2 separate regions of the Rattus norvegicus genome follow, and region 2 is linked to region 1. Evidence: chromatin contacts called from public Hi-C data. All regions are on one chromosome and are shown on one strand. The core of a region is the stretch at or near the end of the contact, and the rest is flanking DNA. Distances in the headings are between cores, read along the strand shown.

Region 1 (5,129 bases), core at 2,187-4,686:
GAACTACACTCTTCAGTCTCCGCTCTATCCTGAGACTGCTTTTCCCCCACATTGTTCTCTTAGCCACGTTTTAAATTCTGAATTCTTACTTGGCATCATTCCCACTTGAAATCTCACCAAAACGATACTCTTTAGTTTTAAAACTACCTCCGCAGATACCTAAAGAATACAAACAGTAAGGGCAAAAGTCCTTGAAGCCCTATGTGGTGATGTACCACCTCAGCACTGGGAAAGCAGGGGCAGAGAAGTCACGAGTTCGAGGCCAGCCTTAGCTACATGAGATCGTCTGTCTCAAAAACAAAGAGTTCTCCGGACCACAGATGCTAAGAGCAAGAGTAACAGTTTCTAGTTCTGCACAGTGTAATAAAGTATCTGCTTAATCTAGTTCCCGTAGTATAGGATTGGCTAGCATTGCAGGCAAGGTTTCCTGGTTTCCCTAGACATGGGGATATTTTAAAGTTACTTAAAATTTTTGATCTTTAAAATACTGTAATTGAGCCAGGTCGGTAGTTCTGATCTGTAACCCTAGCACCAGAGAATGAAACCCGAGAGATCTAGACCTCAAGGCCAGCCTGGGTTTTATGCCTAGACTCTGTCTCAAGAAAATAAAACCTGAGCTGGAGAGATGGCTCAGAGGTTAAGAGCACTGACTGTTTTTCCAGAGGTTCTGAGTTCAAATCCCAGCAACCACATGGTGGCTCACAACCATCTATAATGAGATTTGATTCTGAAAGAAAGAAAGAAAGAAAGAAAGAAAGGAAGAAAGAAAGAAAGAAAGAAAGATTTACATGTGGTCAAGAATTGTGGCACATGTAAATCCTGACACTTCAGGAGGAGGCAGAGGCAGGCAGGTCTCTCTAAGTTCTGGTCTACCAAAAAAACCCAAAAACCAAAACAAAAAACAAACAAACAAACAAACAAAAAAACAAAACACCAACCCAGTCAGCACTACATAGTTGGATAAGTGGGGCTTATCTCAAAAACAATCAAAACCTTGTATGTGGTGGAGGGTGGGGGTCGTAGGGAATGTGTGTCTGCACACACTTTTGTCAGGTGAATGAGATCTGTGAGTTTGTGGGATCACAGCCCATCCTGGTTGTGCTGAGTCTCTGGCTTCGAACAGCCCGGGAAACATTGCCTTAAGGAAATATCTTAACATTTAAACTTAAAAGCATATATCTGCTCCTTTGAAATCTTGAAATTATAACCCTTACCAAAACCAAAAAAAATTTGTCTTAAATTGAAAAAGTGGGAACTGCCCACCTAGGGATGCCACTCAGTGGCAGAACATTTGCTAGTAAGCACAGGCTCGGAGGCTAAGAATAACAAGAATTAATTTAATTAATTAATTAATTAATTTAATCTGAATTTCAAAAAATACTGGCTCTACGGCAGTAGGATTTCGGTTAAAACATCCCCACCCCCACCCCGCACGTAAGACAGGGTTTGGTATTAAATTTCACCAGCTCATTGCCTGGTGACTGGCTAGACTCTGTGGCCGAGAACCGAGGCTTCCTCTTGTGTCCCAGCAACCTAGTGGCATATTCGCCGCTGGTTTTGCAAGCCTTGAAAAGCACAGTCCGGCGAGGCACGTGATACTCTCCTTTGTCACGGAACAAAGGCTGATCCGAGTTTTCAGCCCTCACTGAAAGGAGGGTTTGCCAGGGCTTGCTAGAGCTTCCGATTACAAGCAAGAGGGAGGGCGACGTGGCACCAAGTAAAGAATCTAGCCACAGGTACTTTCGGCCGCCCCTGGATCCCAAGATAAGCCCGCCTGTGTCTGCATTAGCTCCTTTTGTTCTCCAGCCGTAAGGCCATTAAGCAAATATTGACTAAAGAAATGTGCAAATCGTATCCAAAGTAGATTTGCGCACACCAAAATCCTGATCCAGACACTTAGACTTACTGGGGGCCTACTGTGTGTCAAGATAAGACCCTGTCCGATCAGGAAGTGGCATTCCCACAAAAAAAAAAAAAAAAAAAGGAAAACCTTAATATGCTAAGTTGTTTAAAACACGGAGCCTGTCCTATGGGTACCCGAAAGTAACCGTTCTTTATTTTTACAAAGATCTTTTACTACTGCAGGTGACAAAAAAAAAACCCTAAATAATAATAATAATAATAATAATAATAATAATAATAATAATAGTAACGGAGCCCAATGCTCAATCTGTGTCTAGAGGTCCTCTCCAACACCAACAACCAATTTTTACATGTTAATTATTAAATTGGCACTTAACAGTTCTCCACCAAGCTCCCTTGATTTGCTTAACCAACACCTCCCTCTCAACATTTCTATGGGGAAGGGAGCTGAGAAGGGAATCCGGGTGAGACCAACCAGTTTCGGGATGCTGAGCCCCTCCTAGATGGGGGTTCGGGAGGACTGAGAAAGGCCCCGGGGCACAGCCAACCCACAGAGAAGACAATGGGGTACAGTTACCCTGCCTGAGATGGGGAAGACGAAGCGCGCTCCAAGCTCTTGGGCTGCTCTCCCAGGTGAGCCCGGAGCCTGGATCTCTAGGGTCCGAAAATCTGGCGCGCCCAACTTTTCAGGGGCGAAGCCCGAGGGACATCCCTGAGCGAACCGAAGGCTGTGGAAAGCCACGGTCTGCTTCTCCGAGTCCCGCCCTGGTCTCCCAGGCTCAGGTCTCATTCTGGGCGCGGCTCCTTCACCCTTTCGCTAAGGCAGCTAGAGCAGCGCCACCCATGGTGTTGGGGGGTGAGATCTGTACCCGGGACAAATCTAAGAGAGGAAACGGCTGTGGACTAGGACAAAGCCTGGCGGAGAATCGGGACACTGGAGTCCTGCCCTCCGTCTCTACAGTGCCATTGGGTCTGGGCTGAGATGGGGCCCCTAAGGTGGCCAGGGATGGAGGTGTGGGGTCGCACCGCGGGAGTTTGTGGCGTCGGGAGGTCCCTAGCTTCAGGACTGAGAACCCCCGGTGGAAGACAGAGCCACAACCAGGGATTCCTGGGCGATCTCCAAACCAGTTTGGACGGTGGAGAATGGGCGTGTGCCACGCTCCCCCGAAGGGGACCGTCCCCTCTCTTTGTGTGGTTCGCAGGGAGCTCGAAGACCCTCCGTGGGAGGGGAGGGGGGGCTCTCTCTAGGGAGTCCACTCCACGAGTTCCCCAAGTCACATAAAATTCTCTCCCTACCCCTGTGCGTGGCCGGAGGTAGGGACTTCACCCCTGCTACACACACACACACACACACACACACACACACACACACACACACACACACGCCCCCAGGACGCGGCCCCACGCCACACCGAGAGCAGGGTCTCACCTGCGTGGGTAGGAGCAGTGCCAGAAGCAGCAACCCCAGCCCTAGCCTGACCACCATCGCTCTGCCCATGTCCGCTCCGTCGGCGCGCGGCGCGACTCTCTGGATGCTCGGTGCGTGGAGATGTGCTCGGCTGGCGCGGACGCAGGCAAGGTGGGGAGCGCGGCCGGCCGGCGGGACCTTATATACCGGGACAGCCACAATAGCCGTGACGTGCGGCGCCCGCCCACCCCTGCTCTCCTCCTACCCTGCCGCCTCCCCGCTCCCCACCCCCCTGCGCCGCTCTCGCCCCCTCCCCCGCCGCCTGCTCGGAGCCCGCCCGGGTGACTTGGGATGTCCCGAGGCGGCCAGCGCGGCAGGTGGGCGGACGCCCGGGGCTGTGACCCAGCTAGGGTTTCCCGGGGCGGGCAGCGTGCACAGGCGCTGGCGACTCCCACACGGGACCCGGGGCGAGCACACGAACCACACACGCCGCCCGGCCTAAGTTTCCTTTGTTTCCCCGGCCCTGCCATCTTACCCCCCAACAGGAAAAGTCGAAGCCGCGGGCGCCGCGCAGACTGCGCGGAGCTCGGGGCTGGGTTTTCTCAAGTGCCCGCTGCAGGGGGGAACTGGGCAGGCTTGGCAGGTCCCTGGGCCGTGGCGCGTGGGGTTGGCGAGCAGACCCGGCGCCGCCTCGCGCTGTCCCTTGGCGGCTGCACCGCAGGGATCGCAGGGATCGCAGGGATCGCAGGGATCCCGGACCCCAGCCGTGAGTATGCTCGGCTGGGCGGCCGCCCCTCGCTCGGCTGCTTGCTTTGTGTTTTGAGCTGGTCTAGTGCTGCATTCAGCAGAGCGCACCCGGGCAAACCCCCCGCAGCATCCACCCGGACCTAGGGAACAGCCAACTGCGCACGGCCACGGGGCGGGACACTGAGAGGGACTGAGTTTCGGTCCAAATAATCTCCACGTTTCTGGGGACGCGCTTGTTCTGCCCAGTACTTGCTCAAGCCATTTTCCTCCATAGCTGCCGTGTAAGTCATTTTGACGAACCGATGCAAAAAGAGCAGTCATCGGTCTGTACGTTTTAATGGAATCTTTCTTTCGACCCTCTTCCTTTGTGAGAACTCAAAAGCAAATTTGAAAATTATTTAGTGGTGGAATATTTTTAAATTTTAATCACAGGGTTCTGGACCTTCCTATTTAAAGTGGTAGCCCACGTGTTTTGCGGCCCGTAAAAAGCCAAACAAAACAAACCTAGCAACGGTGGAAATTTGTTTAAATTTCAATTTTTTGCAGAACAGCCTCGTAAAAGCAGAGTTTTATGGGTGCAGGCTGACAATGGACTCCGTAGTCGTCGGTTTGTGGCTGCGTTGGCCTGAGCCTTACCGGGTCAGCCACAGCCGCTCAGTAACTTTCCACGTGTGAGATGTGCTTGGACACACAGGAATTTCTGTATAGCGCCAGTGAACTTTCCTGTCTAACAGTTACCACACTGTATAGAAAGGTCATTCTGTGCCCAGCTCCCGGCTCCTCACCGAGGGTGGCGCCTAATCCCAAGCGCCCGCCCGGGTCTTCAGAGCTTCTCCGGGACAGACTAGGGGACTTCTCCTGCTGTTGCTCCAGGTTTTGCCCTCCGATTGTTTTTCTGCCCCTCTCCTCAGTTCTCCATTCTTCCCCCTCCTTCCTCTTACTTCGTCTCCCGCCCCTTCTCTTGGTATTAGCTTAAGGAAATGTGCTGGTGAGGTAGCCAACAATACAGCCTCTGGAGCCAGGTATCCTGGCTCAAATGCTGTGAGACTTTTTTTTTTTTTTACTGCGAGCAAAATGCTGGGGCGTCTTCCCCTGTAAAACGGAGCGGACG
Region 2 (5,157 bases), core at 1,528-4,027, 570 kb before region 1:
ATGCGTGGGTGTATAGCTTTAATACTTTACTAAACAGGCATTTCTTTTAAAAATCCTATCTTTCAAAATCTCTGTTTGCATGACAGGAATTATCACATGAAAGTCCATCCTAACCCAAAATGTCTTAGAGATCTATTGTTACCTTCTTAGTTGGGTCAGCCCATGTGGTCATCTTTAATCAAGATGGCTGTGAACATCTGTCTTCTCTAAGCCTAGAAAAGATGGCTTTCAGCCACATGTGTAGGCTTACAAGACCTACACTAATAAATGTTCTTAAACACTTCAACCTTCCTTCCAGAGAAAGGGAAAAGGAAAAGTTAGTAGGAAATGAGGGTTGTGGACCTTTTTAGAATTAGTTCTTCAGGGGCAATTCTGATCTTTGTTGTCAGGATATCAGCAGACCAGTCCAAAACACCAAATATGAATAAATATCAGTTGCTCAATCCAGAAGAAACTGCAAGGCTCCTGCAAATTGGCACAAGACTGAGGAAGTGGCAAGAAGCAGTCAGAATACCATGAGAAGTTCTTTAGCACTTTTCTCTCTAATAAGCCACAGCAGTCAAAGATCAGTGAAGACCAGCAAACTGTTGCAAGATGAACCAATGCAAGAGCATTGTCCGTGAAGGCCAGCAAAGCATTGTGTAGGTGAACCAATGCAACAGCATTGTCCGAGAAGGCCAGCAAAGCGTTGCGAAGGTGAACCAGTGTGAGAGAGTTCTCTCCCTCTAAGTGGGATTATATGTATATTCTTTCTAAACACCACAAAACCCCTCAAGCATTTGCTCCAGCAAAATATCACATGCCCTTTTATAAGGCAGCTTCCAGAAAAACACCACCATGGGTCTGTTCTCAACAAAACACCCTCTCATGTCTGCTTCAGCAAAACATTGCTTCCAGAAAAACAGCACATGACACAACTGAGTCTCCAAAGAAACCAGAAATTTCCATTTCACACATGGCTGCCCAAAGATGGTGGTGAAGTCACATGACATCTACCCTTTCCAACCCTATCAGTGATGACAACCAGCCACGTGGTTGCCTAAAGATGGTGGCAAGCCACATGTTACTTATACCCCACAATGGAATCGTGTCACATGGTTCCTTTAAGATCACTTAATGCATACATTTTTTAACTATCAATTCTGTTACGAGTTTTACTTAACTTTTCCCACAAATGTTACAGATTTTTAACCATACTCAACAAAATTAACTTACAAATCTTGAGGCACCAAATGTTCACATTAACACAGTCTAGTTTTTTTGGCTGCCCTGCTTTGCTCTTTTCTCTCTGTCACACTGCCAGGTGAATTGACCAACACAGGACATTGATCAAAGTTTTAAACATGCTTGGGTCTAGAGAAGGGAGAGCCATAAACCGACTCAAGAGCCAGCTTTTCAGTAAAGTAGAAAATATAAAACAACTCCAACATTATGCACACCCAAAAGACATCTGGGTTCCTGCAGACCTGAATTCAGTGACCAAGAACTTGGAAATAAATCTGAGCCCCTTCCCTAAAAGCAGTCATGGCAGCGGTAGTGGTTGGGGTCTGGTGGCAACAGAGACAAAAAAAAAATGGTATCTATTTCTGTCTCAGATCCATGTGTGTAACCAAATGTAAAGACCCACCAAGAAACGCAGACCAATCCACATACACGACATAGAACATTCTAACCAATCAAAACCAGGCAGCCAGGTGATGGCATAGTATTTGCCCTGGAAAATATTGGGGTCCTTTTCAATTCCCTGCACGTCCCTAGACCAGGATCCCAGAGAACAGAACAGACTGTGACTCATGAGGAGACCTCTATTGGTGCTTGCTACATCTCTCAGCATGAGAGTTCACCCCAATAATCCGCAAACCAAAGGCAGCCACGGAGCCTGGGACAGCCTCAAGGCACATGCCTCCTGACGTGGCTTCTCCGTCCTAGAGTTCCAGGATGAAGGCCCAGTTTTAGAATTTGGGTAGGTGATCTGAATCTTGCTGGGTCCTCCAGAAAATGCTAAACCCACCAGTTCAGAATAAGACCACTATCACAAATTTAACCCCAAATTTGAAGCAAGCTTTGATTAGACACTGGGCAGGTGGATGGACTCCGGCAAGCTCCCTACATGGGTCCGTACTTGGCCATGCAACTCCATGTCTCAGAGGCTTAAAAGGACAAAGCCGCGGGGCCGCTATATTTCCCGCCAGGTTCTATCAGGGACAAGCGTACATCCTGCTCACACACAACCTGCCCACATGAGATCAAGCACAACAAGCTTGTTTAAGGGAGTAAAAACACGTGGCTCGTTTCATCCAATCAGCAAGGGCCTCGGGCATTTCAGGACGTATCTGTGCTTCGGCAAGGGGCTTACAGGTTAGAGGCATTTCTGTATCATGCTTTCTTAGGCACAGCAGTTACAACTTATAACATGACTTTTGCTCTCACAGACCATGTACATACACGTAGGCAAACTCTCACGCACACGAGGGAAAAAAAAAAAAGACTCAGTTGCTTTACTGTGGATTTTACCATCGCTCATTGGGTTTCAGATCTAATTCGTAAAACGCATCATAAATTTTCATACGGTTTCTCGGCCATACCTTGTCATTCCTCCCTCCCTAGCTTGGCCTAAATAACTAATCTGAGCAACACCCATGCTTGAAGTTGCCTGCGCGAGGCTCTGCTCTGGAGCTAAGCTGTGACACATCTGCGTGCTATGCGGGATAAGCATTTTGTAGCTGTAGTAAATAAAGGGCATTGCATAACTCTTACAGAAGAGTGGGGTTTTGCAAGAGAGGACATGACCAGTGCATTAGGAAATAAGAGTGACCTTTCTTCTCATTTGCGATGCTTATGGAGGTGTGTGAATTATAGATCGCTGGGCTATTTATTCAGATCTGTCCTGTTCTGGAAAAGGGATGTGAGGGAGGTGAGGCAAATGCAGATCACGCATCAGCCGTGAACTATGTGGGTTGGTCTCCTTACCCAGAACCGTGGGACATAACTCCATGCACTGTCAGGAGAACACAACAAAGGCAGTTGCTTGAGTGTTGGGGCAGCCAGATGTTGACACTGCCTCACGTGCTACTGTGGCTGTCTTCCCCGTGGCATAGCCTACCCATTCACCACAGTGCTTCGTCTCCACAGTAACCCCCTGTGAAAGCAGACTGCTTGTTCTAAGTGGATTGTCGGCCTGGTTTTAATACACCATTTGCTATTTTCCACATATTGAATTTCCATGCCTAAGTTACAGAACTCTAGATTCCAACTCATAGCGTCAGATACTGGGCAGGTTTCTATTTGTGAAGATTAAAAGTAACCCAAGCACGGTGGCAGGAAAAAGATCGGCAGTTCAGAGTCATCTGCTACTTGGTTTGATCCTGGGCTACAGGAGACCTTGTCACAAAGCAAACAAAGATCTTCCAATCCTGTCACCACCATGCCGGGTGTGAAAGGAAGGACAGAGGCAAGCTTGATTTAGTCTAGGAACGAGTGAAAAGTAGTATCTAGGAGTGTTGCTAGAGGAAGACCAGAGAGAGCACACTGAGTGCCAGCTTGGTTTCTAAATGAAGCATGAGGCTAAGGTTATGTCAAACAGCAGTGCAGGCGCAGGTCAGATGAGCCGTTTGATCCGCTCCTTCATAAAGAATGTCGGCTAGGGAGAACTCTAAAGTGGAGGGCACCTGAAGCCGCTGCTGGAAAGCACCAATCTGGAAATGCCCTCGGAACTGTTTTTAAACAAGTATTCGACTGGGACAAGATCTATCTGTGACCAAGGCTAGCCATGGGTTCGAAGCCCTCTTCCCTCATCTTCCTCAGAGCTGGAGTTACGGGCATCTTCCACCATGCTCAGCTCAGAACATCTCCTCTGCCCCTTTTTTGTTCAGTCAAAGAACACAGCCTAACTTAGGACTTCTTGATCGCAAGAATGGTTTAGATTGGAATTTTATTTACACCGATGCATCTATTAGGACTCAAAGCAGCTTGCAAACCCAGCGCCTGGGAGGCTGGAGCGGGAAGATCAAGACTTCAAGACCTTCAAAACAAATCAGAAAACAAAACCAAACCAAACCAAACCAAAACAATAATGGCCCAAAGGTTATGGGGGTAATCGGCTGCATTTGGATCAGAGTTAAGTCCTGCTCCACTGTCAATCTGTGCAAAAGCCCATGGGTCGGAAGGTCAGAGGGCCTAGGGAGAAGCCTACTACTCTTTTGTGGTGAATGATGATGCTGCCAAACTTCCTTCTAGACATTTGTGCTCATCAACAAGTGTTTTCCCCAACCTTAGCCGAAGAAGCTTCTCTCTACAGCGTTTACCATAACTCGCCGAAGACTCGCAACTTGTCAAAGAGATGAGAATAAGTATCTGCTGAATATTCAGTCTTAAATCTGACATCGCTATCAAACCTCCTCCTCCCCAAAGCTCGGGTACCACCTCGGAAGAGGAACAGGAAGGATTGACAAGATGGCGGACGGGGAGCTGCGCCCTGAAATGCTCTCTCTGAGATACGCCATGCTTGGTGAGCCTGTGAACTCAGTGTGCCACCCCCACCCCCCCCCCACCCCCGTGAGCTCTCTGTAACTGTGATTACCTGCATGAGATCAAGTCAACAAGCTCAGTCAACATCCCGGCAGGCAGCAGCGATTGGATACGCTGGGTTACTAACAGAAGCACAAAGGCGAGGACATGGGGTGGGGAGAGGGACGGGTCAGGGATGCCTGCCTGCGGGAGGGAGGGGGAAGAGGAGAGGGCTAGGAGGAGGGGAAGCTGGGGTAAATGTGACCAAGATGCATTGTTTAAATGTGTAAAATTGTTAACGAGTAAATAAAATATGTTCTATTAAGACAATCCAACAAGCTGTCACCCCAAACATCAACAAAAGAAGCGAACTTTTTTTTTTTTTTTTTGGTTCTTTTTTTCCGGAGCTGGGGACCGAACCCAGGGCCTTGCGCTTCCTAGGTAAGCGCTCTACCACTGAGCTAAATCCCCAGCCCCCAGAAGTGAACTTTTTAAAGCAAACATCAGACTGCATGGCACCAGGAAAAATAGGTCTTACAAGTGAGGAAAACTGACCAAGGGCTCAACACATGCGGTTGCGCATGTCCTGTTCCTGGGGGCCATGTGAGTCCTCTGATGACTTTGGCTTGAAGACTTCGGAATATCCCAGGG

The links. Hi-C and Micro-C count contacts between places; a contact is called where the count stands out from the background.
Region 2: a Hi-C map of hepatocytes shows a contact between it and region 1, with 2.1 times the contacts expected there. The contact joins the enhancer-like site here to the promoter of Cd24 in region 1. A contact is called at or near these places in 5 of 12 Hi-C or Micro-C datasets (Schwann cells, frontal cortex, hepatocytes and 2 more).

Annotation. Positions count from the first base shown.
Region 1 is chr20:48,654,784-48,659,912 of GRCr8, reverse strand. It overlaps Cd24 (CD24 molecule), which reads right to left and starts at 3,436. Exons shown (of 2, transcript NM_012752.3): 1 at 3,293-3,436. The coding sequence starts at 3,361.
Region 2 is chr20:49,219,406-49,224,562 of GRCr8, reverse strand. No RefSeq gene overlaps it. Among named protein-coding and RNA genes, the nearest start is that of Crybg1, 18 kb to the right of the region's middle. Within about 2 kb of position 2,777, at least 2 of the 93 cell types and tissues checked have an H3K27ac peak or open chromatin away from gene starts, as enhancers often do. A contact at or near this core is called in hepatocytes, where this site is marked.